3 separate regions of the Pan troglodytes genome follow, and regions 2 and 3 are each linked to region 1. Evidence: chromatin contacts called from public HiChIP or PLAC-seq data. All regions are on one chromosome and are shown on one strand. Each heading gives the region's core, a stretch centred on a gene start, on an enhancer-like site or on the middle of the called end of the contact. The rest is flanking DNA. Distances are from core to core; before and after follow the strand shown. Region 1 holds the start of CHCHD5 (coiled-coil-helix-coiled-coil-helix domain containing 5). Region 2 holds the start of ZC3H8 (zinc finger CCCH-type containing 8). Region 3 holds the start of ZC3H6 (zinc finger CCCH-type containing 6).

Region 1 (2,725 bases), core at 65-2,564:
TTGCCATGGCAGCGCTCGGGGTTTAACGGAAGTAAGCAATGGAAAGTATGGTGGTGCCTCGGGTCCAAAGAGAATGCGCCGCTGAGTTGCGCGGCACCTGACGGGATTGAGCCTCAGACACAAGCGCTCCAAATCTCCGACTGTAGCTGGTGGGAAGCGCCTGCTGTTGCTGCAGCGTCTCAACATGTCGTTCCCATTTTCGTTGGGTGCTGTGGCGGTAGGCTGTTGGGCTCAGGGATAGGGGGCCTGATTCCTGACGCCGCGCTGCCACCATCGGCCTTGCGCAGACGCTGATAATCCCCCTGGCACCCTGGTTCATGCGAGCGCTTGGAACAGGAGGGAAGAGGGAGTCAAACCAAGAGCCGAACTAATTCGGCTTGTGCCTGCCATTTACCCAGCCTGGGACCCAGACGTTTCCCCATCCCTTAGCGTACGCCAGGACAGACATGGCGTTTAATCCTGACTCCATGAGACTATCAAGCTAGTTACTTCCTCTCTTTGTAATTAATTCCTCCTAATGTAGCAACATTTCCCCCTTCCTTCTCATCTGTCTTAAAAGTGTGAGGTTAGACCTGGGCGTGAGTTTCCCCACATAAGAGACTGGATATCCCCTGGTCAGAGAACTGAGCATCAGTCCTGCCGTTTAGTTTGCAGATCTTTCAAGACTCTAGTCAAAATGAGCAGAACATTTTGCAGTTAATCATAGAGTTGAAGATGAACGAGAAGATGAACGAGAGCTACTTGATTGTGAACTAGTAACGACCACTTGGAGTCGCAGTGTGTCTGTAAAATGATGACAGTGACATCATAGAGGACATAGTGCAAGTGAACAGTTTGATACTGAGCTTGGAGCCTCAGTAGTTCTGGATAAGTGAGAGCTGTACGGGAGGTTGTAACCATGAGCTACCCTGGTTGGCAGTTGACATCTGAGGACCAGCACTGGTCATCGCACAGAAAGAAAACTTTACACCTTGAGATCCCTCCATTCTTCTTAAACTTCCAAGTGTATGTTTGATGGGAGAAGAGGGGAAGGGATCAACATTTAAAGGCTCTGGAAGGAGTCAGATAACTGTTTTTGGCTTCAAATGTAGAATGAATCCCTAGATTTTCCTCTACTGAGAGAATGAAATCTTAACCCATTCCGTTCCCTTGTTGGTACTCAGAAACGGATACCCCAAAGATGCATTTTGACATGCTGAAAGGCCTTAGAAGCTGCCTCAGAAGATCTGTCTAACCTTGTCTTGTTGGTGTGTGGGAGTGGGAATGCCCACAGGTGCACAGGGAGGGAGTTTCTGAAATTTTCTTATCTGACCGAGAAAGCAAAAAAAAAAAAAAAAAATCAATTGTCTTAAACCCGGTTTCTAGGGATCTCATTAAAGAACTAGGAAAAATTAACCACCTGTTAACAGAAAAACCAAACTGAAATGTTTTAAAGAGATTTATTTTGAGCCAATATGAGTGACCATGGCCTGGGGAACACAGGCTCAAGAGGTCCTGAGAAAGTGTGCCTGAGACAGTAGAATTACAGTTTGGTTTTGTACATTTTAGGTGGACAGGAGTTACAGACAAAGACATAAATCAGTACATGGAAGGTAAAGATTGTGTTCAGCTGGGTGCAGTGGCTCACGCCTGTAATCCCAGCACTTTGGGAGGTCGAGGTGGGCGAATCGCTTGAGGTCAGGAGTTCGAGACCAGCCTGGCTAACATGGTGAAACCCTGTCTCTACAAAAAATACAAAAAATTAGCCAGGGATGGTGGCAGGCACCTGTAGTCCTGGAGCTACTCAGGAGGTTGAGGCACGAGAATTGCTGCGGAGGTTGTAGTGAGCCGAGACCACACCACTGCACTCCAGCCTGGGTGACAGAGCATGACTCTGTCTCAAAAAAAAAAAAAAAAAATTCTACGGTATTTATATAATACATTTTGTAGTACCACTTATAACCACTTGGGTGCGTGGGTTGCCCATTAAATCAAACAGTTTACAGTTGAGCCTTGAACATGGATTTAAACTGTACGGGTCCACTTATACTCAGATTTTCTTCTGCCGCTGTCACTCTGAGACAGCAAGACCAACCCCCTTCCTCTCCTCAGCCTACTCAATGTGAAGAGGACAAGGATGAAGGCCTTTATGATAATCCACTTCCACTTAATGAATAGTATATTTTATCTTCCTTACGATTTCCTTAATAACAGTTTCTTCTCTCTACTTTACTATTGCAAGAATACAGTATATAATGCATATAACCTACAAAATATGTGTTAATCTACTATTTATGTCATCAGTAAGACTTCAGATCGACAGTAGGCTATTAAGTTTTGGGGGAGTCAAAAGTTATATGTGGATTTTCTACTGCATTGTTTAAGGGTCAACTGTAGATTCAAGGACTACCTAGGATTGTAGAGTTGACTGATAGCACTGGGACTGATGATAACATCATAACCTGAAGAAGTGTCAACAATGGTGATGGACCCCCGGCAACCATGGAGTGGGGAAGTCTAAAGATAGATGTCATCCACCAGGCAGGAGTTGGTGCTGCCAGTGTGTCATGTACTGCAGCCTCTTTTATTTATTTATTTTTATTTATTTATTTTTTGAGACAGCATCTCGCTTTGTCACCCAGGCTGGAATGCAGTGGCACAATCTCGGCTTACTGCAACCTCCACCTCCCGGGTTCAAGCGATTCTTCTGCCTCAGCCTCCCAAATAGCTGGGACTACAGGTGCGC
Region 2 (2,725 bases), core at 77-2,576, 280 kb after region 1:
ATAAAAAAGTGTGTATGGTAACAATTTGGGTTCTATAATAATGCTTCCTGCTAAAGAGGGGGTAATTCTAGTTTTTATCTCCTTAATTCAATTTTTTCTCTGAATTTTTAGTAATGATTCATGTTCCATAGGTGATGGCCTACAATATAAACAACATGGGAAAGTAGAATTTCCCTGGGGAAGATGTCTGGCTTCAAATAGTTCCCTTCACTAATCGGTAAAGGGATCCTGATTCATGCCAAGAATCAAACACTCCCTTCACTTACAGAAGCAAGTCAGGTTCTCTATCACTGGCCCAACCTAGGGTTTGAGCCTTCCTTTCTACAGGTCCCTTAAATGGCATTACATTGAGCAAAACTGAGCAATTTCCTGTTCTGCAACAGCATGCTCTATTTTCCTGCCTTCATACAATTCTCTCTACTTGGAATGCCCACTTCCTCTTTTCCTATGGAAATATCTCAAGACCCAGCTCAAATACTCCCTTCTCAAGAAGCCTTCCCAACTGGATGCAATTTTTTCCCTCTTCTGAATTCTCTTAGTATTTGGTACTTTTTAACGGACTTTTCTGTCTTGAGGTTACTTGTGTATTCATTTTAATTCCCATTCAATTGTAGAGACCCTACAAGTTACATTACCTGACTACACATCTGTTTATTCATTTCAAAAATGTGAATGGTAATAGAACATCTTCTACAGGGCTGTTGTGAGGATTAAGTTAGCTAACATGTGAAACGCTATTTCTAAGGAATAGTAGTGGAGTGCTCAGATAAATGTTAGCTGTTACTACCATCCCTTAGAATACTGTGATTTTGATGGAAGAGTTTTCACCAAGGTGAAAGCAGAATCCTAACAACTCATTTTAAAAATTCTGGGCTGGGGCCGGGCGCGGTGGCTCACGCCTGTAATCCCAGCACTTTGGAAGGCTGGGGCGGGCGGATCACGAGATCAAGAGATCGAGACCATCCTGGCCAACATGGTGAAATCCCGTCTCTACTAAAAATACAAAAATTAGCTGGGCGTGGTGGCAGACACCTGTAATCCCAGCTACTCAGGAGGCTGAAGCAGGAGACTTGCTTGAACCCGGGAGGCGGAGGTTGCAGTGAACCAAGATCACGCCACTGCAGTCCAGCCTGGACGACAGAGCTTGACTCTGTCTTTAAATAAATAAATAAACAAACAAATAAGTAAATAAATAAAATAAACAAAATTCTACTATCTGAGGTAATGGACGAAAAAGCTTACAGAAGGGCAACCACGGCGGCGCCTGCGCAGAGCCGAGGCGAAGGAGGCAGGGAGAGAGCTGGCTTGCCCAGAGTCGCGGAGGGCGGTGCGGCGCATGCGCGGGGCAGGTGAGGCTGCGCGGGGCGGAGCCTGTGGCCCTGGCGCGGCTCTGGGTCCGTCTCGTCGCGTCCGGGTTGTCACTCTCTCGGGTTGTTAGTCTGTAGCTTTCCGGCTCGCGAAAGGGAGGACCTGTCTGGGTCATGGATTTTGAGAATCTTTTCTCAAAACCCCCCAACCCGGCCCTCGGCAAAACGGCCACGGACTCTGACGAAAGGTGATCCCATATCTTTTCATCTTTTGAATGCAGGGGCTCAGCGGGACTCCGCCTCTTAGTTTCTTCTGGATTGGAGGCAGTCCGGGGCCACGTCCGGGCCGCGTCGCGAGGGCCCGTGGGGAGCACGTGGGCCGGCCGGGCGCCACCGTCTGACCTATAGAGGTCGTGCGGGGTCCGGGTGGGAGCAGAAGCTGAACACGGGGCTCAGGCGTAGGCCGCCAGGGCCGGGGCTGTCGAGAGCCTGGGCGGGGGAGCGGGGTGGAGGCGAGAAGGCTCCGGGATGCGCCCCTTTCTCTGCACAGCAGCGGGTTAGGAGCCCGCCTCTGTGGTCCCGTAGCGTCTGTCTTTACCGTTGTTGCCTGTTTCCACGAGACCGTAAACTCCCAAAGGACACTGATTTGACCTTTTTCACTGACACCTGCTAGGTTCTTTTCTGTAGAAAGGATGAAACCACAAGTTTATTAAAAGGTAAAGAATAGGCAATACTCTGCCATTAGTCCACTGATTGGCATGGAAAGACCCTAAAGACCACAATAAAGCAACAGACGTCATTTGGACTTAATATTTCCATTAGGTTGGAAAAGCAAGTGAGACTCTTGGTCAAATGGCCCTAATTTGTAGATTATATTTTTGGAGCAGTGTATAGTGATTTGAAATGCTAAAAACCACCATCTTTGTTCTTAAACCTACGTCTTTTATTTCCCTCAACTGAGATATGTTTCCAATTGTGATTGATTTTACCATTCGATATTGGTCAGCTGTTCACTCTATCTCAAATTTTACCTTAACTGATCATCCAGAGCTTTACCTTGTGCTTTACATGAAATAAATCATTTAATCCTCAAAACAAACTTAAAGAGAAGATGATGCCGTCCTCGTTTTACAGATGGGAAAACTGAGGCACGGAGAGGCTAAATAACCTGCCGAGATTGCACAATGTAAGTGGAAGAGCTATGTCCAGGATCCATGATTTTATCACCAAGCTTCTCATGCAAAATGACTAAAATTTTAAAATAAGGCCTATAAATATTGGAAAGAGGCAGATACACTAATTACTTGCAGATGATATAATTTACTAAGAAAAATAACTGGTACTAATTGATATGTTATAAAATACATAAGAATTCATCACACAAAAAAAGATAATAGCAACATTTAAAAATCCGAACA
Region 3 (2,725 bases), core at 114-2,613, 260 kb after region 1:
CATCTCAAATTCCAAGGGATAAGACTGTATACAACAGATGGCCTTTTGGTGCTGCTTAAAACTTCCCTGAAAACCAAATGTTTATTTTTTAGAGGTGTTCTCGGTTCTCGGGAAGCAGTCAAATATCAAAACACCCATTCCTGAAAATTCCTGGCTGGTCCTATCTGGCCGGGAGCACCGACACCTGGACCGGCAGAAGCAGGACCTCAGCACCGAGCCGGGACGCTGAGAGCCGCCCGGCGCACACGGAGCCCGCCCGGGGGCGGGGGGCTCGCACGTGCCCGGCCGGGGGCGGGGCCGGCGCCGGCGAGCAGCGACCCCGGCTCGGGGAGGCGGGCGCGGCCGGGCCGACCTCCCCCGCGGCCGCGATCCAGCAGTTTACATAAGGGTGCGCGTCATGGAACTGACGGAGCCACACAGAGACGTCTAGGTCATGCAGGAGGCGCCCGGCCCCGGCCCGCTCCCGCCGCCCCAGACCCCTCCTCTCATCCGACAGAAAGACAGACAAGAAGGGTTCCCGACCTGTCGTGCCCTGCATGTTCAGAGTCTGTCATGTTTGGTCAAGAACGGGGCGGGGCTGGAGGGCAGGTCTGCGAGGCCGGCGGCGGCGGGGCGCGGGGAAGACCCCCGCGCCGCCTGCGGGAACCTGCTCCCGGCCGCCGCCGACAGGTGACGAAGTGGTAAAAACTCACGGTTACTAGTGAGCGACACAGACACAGACTTTCCAGTCTATTAACAACCACGCCAGAGAGATGGGGCTCTAACTGCAAACACTGGGCAACGGCCCCGCGCTGCCGGCGCTGCCGCTCTAGTCTCTATTCGCCGCCGGTGGCTGTGGCGTGGGAGCGGGCGGGCGGCGTGCAGCGACGCGGGGATTTGGACAGTGGCCGTAACGGTGATTTCTCCTCACCAACATGGCGGCACCCGAAACAGGCGGCTCGAGAAAATGGCGCCGGCCGCAACACCTTGCCCGGGACTAAAGGGCAAGAGAGATTCCTCCGCGAGCCGCGGCCCTTGCCCAGCCCGCCGGGGCCGAGCGCGTTGACCATTGGAGGAGAGTGCCCGTCAATCACCTGCAGGGGCGGGTCTTCGCCCTTCTGTGTGCAGCGGCGGAGGCGGCAGCCTAGTGGCAGGGCCGGGCGGCGAGAGACGCGGCCGGATGGCTCCTCGAGTGTCTGCAGGAGGGGGAGGCAGCCCACGGGACCTACGAGGGCCACCAGCGCTTCTGCTCCCGGCGCAGTACGGGCCGCGGTTTTTCCTGCGAGACGCCCGCCGCCTGAGGAGTTCCAGACGCACCAAGCAAACGGGCCCCAAAACCGTTAGCCGAGGCGGGCGGGGGTGGGATAACAAAGAATAAGGCAGCTGTAGAGTCCTTAAATTTTTTTGTTAAAACCTTTGTTCTTGTAATAATAGGGAAATGCAGTTTCTCCTTCACAGTTGTAGCAAGTATCTGTTTTTGTAACGTTTAGTGTTCAGAATCATGTTTTAAGGAAAATAGCTTGCCATGCAGTTTTTTCTTGTATTTGCTGTTAAATTTACCCAATTATTACTTAAATAGGAATAGCTATTGAAATAATTGTATAAACGTTACTTTATTTCGTAATAATATTAACATGTAAAATGTATGCGAGTATTTTATAAATACTATTAAGCATGCTTTTTTTTTTTTTTTTTTTTTTCTGAGATGGAGTCTCCTCTGTCGCCCAGGCTGGAGTGCAGTGTCGCGCTCTCGGCTCACTGCAACCTCTGCCTCCTGGGTTCAAGCAATTTTCCTGCCTCAGCCTCCCGAGTAGCTGGAACTACAGGCACGCGCCACCACGCCTGGCTAATTTTTGTATTTTTAGTAGAGATGGGGTTTCCCCATTTTGGCCAGGCTGGTCTCGAACTCCTGACCTCAGGTGATCCGCCCTCCTGGGTCTCCCAAAGTGCTGGGGTTACAGCCGTGAGCCACCGCGCCCGACCATGCATGAGTTTTTTATACTTATGAAGTGACCTTAAAAATTTTTTAAATGACAAGTCAGTGTTTTGGCCTATTTAATATATTAGTCCTGAAGGAAAGTTGCTTGCTTTTTACTAAAATGATAGACTCAATGATTAATCCAAATATCTGACTTAATTTGTCTTAATAATACATTTTACTAATACATAAATGGAATGCATTCAAAAACAATTGCAATGAGTGGATTAAATTAGAAATGTAAAGTTTTTGATATTAACATATACATTGAAAATAAAGGCCGGGCGTAATGGCTCACGCCTGTAATCCCAGCACTTTGGGAGGCTGAGGCGGGCAGATCACTAGAGGTCGGGAGTTCGAGACCCGCCTGACCAACATGGAGAAACCCAGTCTCTACTAAAAATAAAAATTAGCCAGGCGTGGTAGCCCATGCCTGTAATCCTAGCTAATCGGGAAGCTGAGGCAAGAGAATCGCCTGAACCCGGGAGGCGGAAGTTGCGGTGAGCCGAGGTCGAGTCATTGCGCTCCAGCCTGGGCAACAAAAGCGAAACTCCGTCTTAAAAAAAAAAAAAAAAAAAAAGTCGCCCTTTTTTTTTTTAAAGTTGAATACAGCCAGTGACAGGACCTGTGGTCGCACTATTTTTTTTTTTTTCAGTTGAACGCAGCCAGTGACAGGACCTGTACTTATAGCCATACCATAATAAATTTGTAGGGAGCTTTCAAAAGGTACTATGAAGGTACTATGAAGAAACTATGTTAACATTTGGA

What was found. HiChIP or PLAC-seq counts read pairs in DNA pulled down with a chosen protein or histone mark.
Region 2: an H3K4me3 HiChIP or PLAC-seq map of stem cell-derived excitatory neurons shows a contact between it and region 1, with 5 times the contacts expected there. The contact joins the promoter of ZC3H8 here to the promoter of CHCHD5 in region 1. A contact is called at or near these places in 1 of 7 Hi-C or Micro-C datasets (stem cell-derived neural progenitor cells) and 1 of 1 datasets of contacts at active chromatin or transcription factors (stem cell-derived excitatory neurons).
Region 3: a contact with region 1 is called in an H3K4me3 HiChIP or PLAC-seq map of stem cell-derived excitatory neurons, with 2.9 times the contacts expected there. The contact joins the promoter of ZC3H6 here to the promoter of CHCHD5 in region 1. A contact is called at or near these places in 1 of 7 Hi-C or Micro-C datasets (stem cell-derived neural progenitor cells) and 1 of 1 datasets of contacts at active chromatin or transcription factors (stem cell-derived excitatory neurons).

Annotation. Positions count from the first base shown.
Region 1 is chr12:10,685,867-10,688,591 of NHGRI_mPanTro3-v2.0_pri, forward strand. CHCHD5 (coiled-coil-helix-coiled-coil-helix domain containing 5) reads right to left here and starts at 1,315. Exons shown (of 3, transcript XM_063789410.1): 1 at 1-1,315.
Region 2 is chr12:10,962,028-10,964,752 of NHGRI_mPanTro3-v2.0_pri, forward strand. It overlaps ZC3H8 (zinc finger CCCH-type containing 8), which reads left to right and starts at 1,327. Exons shown (of 9, transcript XM_063788918.1): 1 at 1,327-1,555. The coding sequence starts at 1,482.
Region 3 is chr12:10,941,927-10,944,651 of NHGRI_mPanTro3-v2.0_pri, forward strand. It overlaps ZC3H6 (zinc finger CCCH-type containing 6), which reads right to left and starts at 1,364. Exons shown (of 12, transcript XM_063789421.1): 1 at 523-1,364. The coding sequence starts at 554.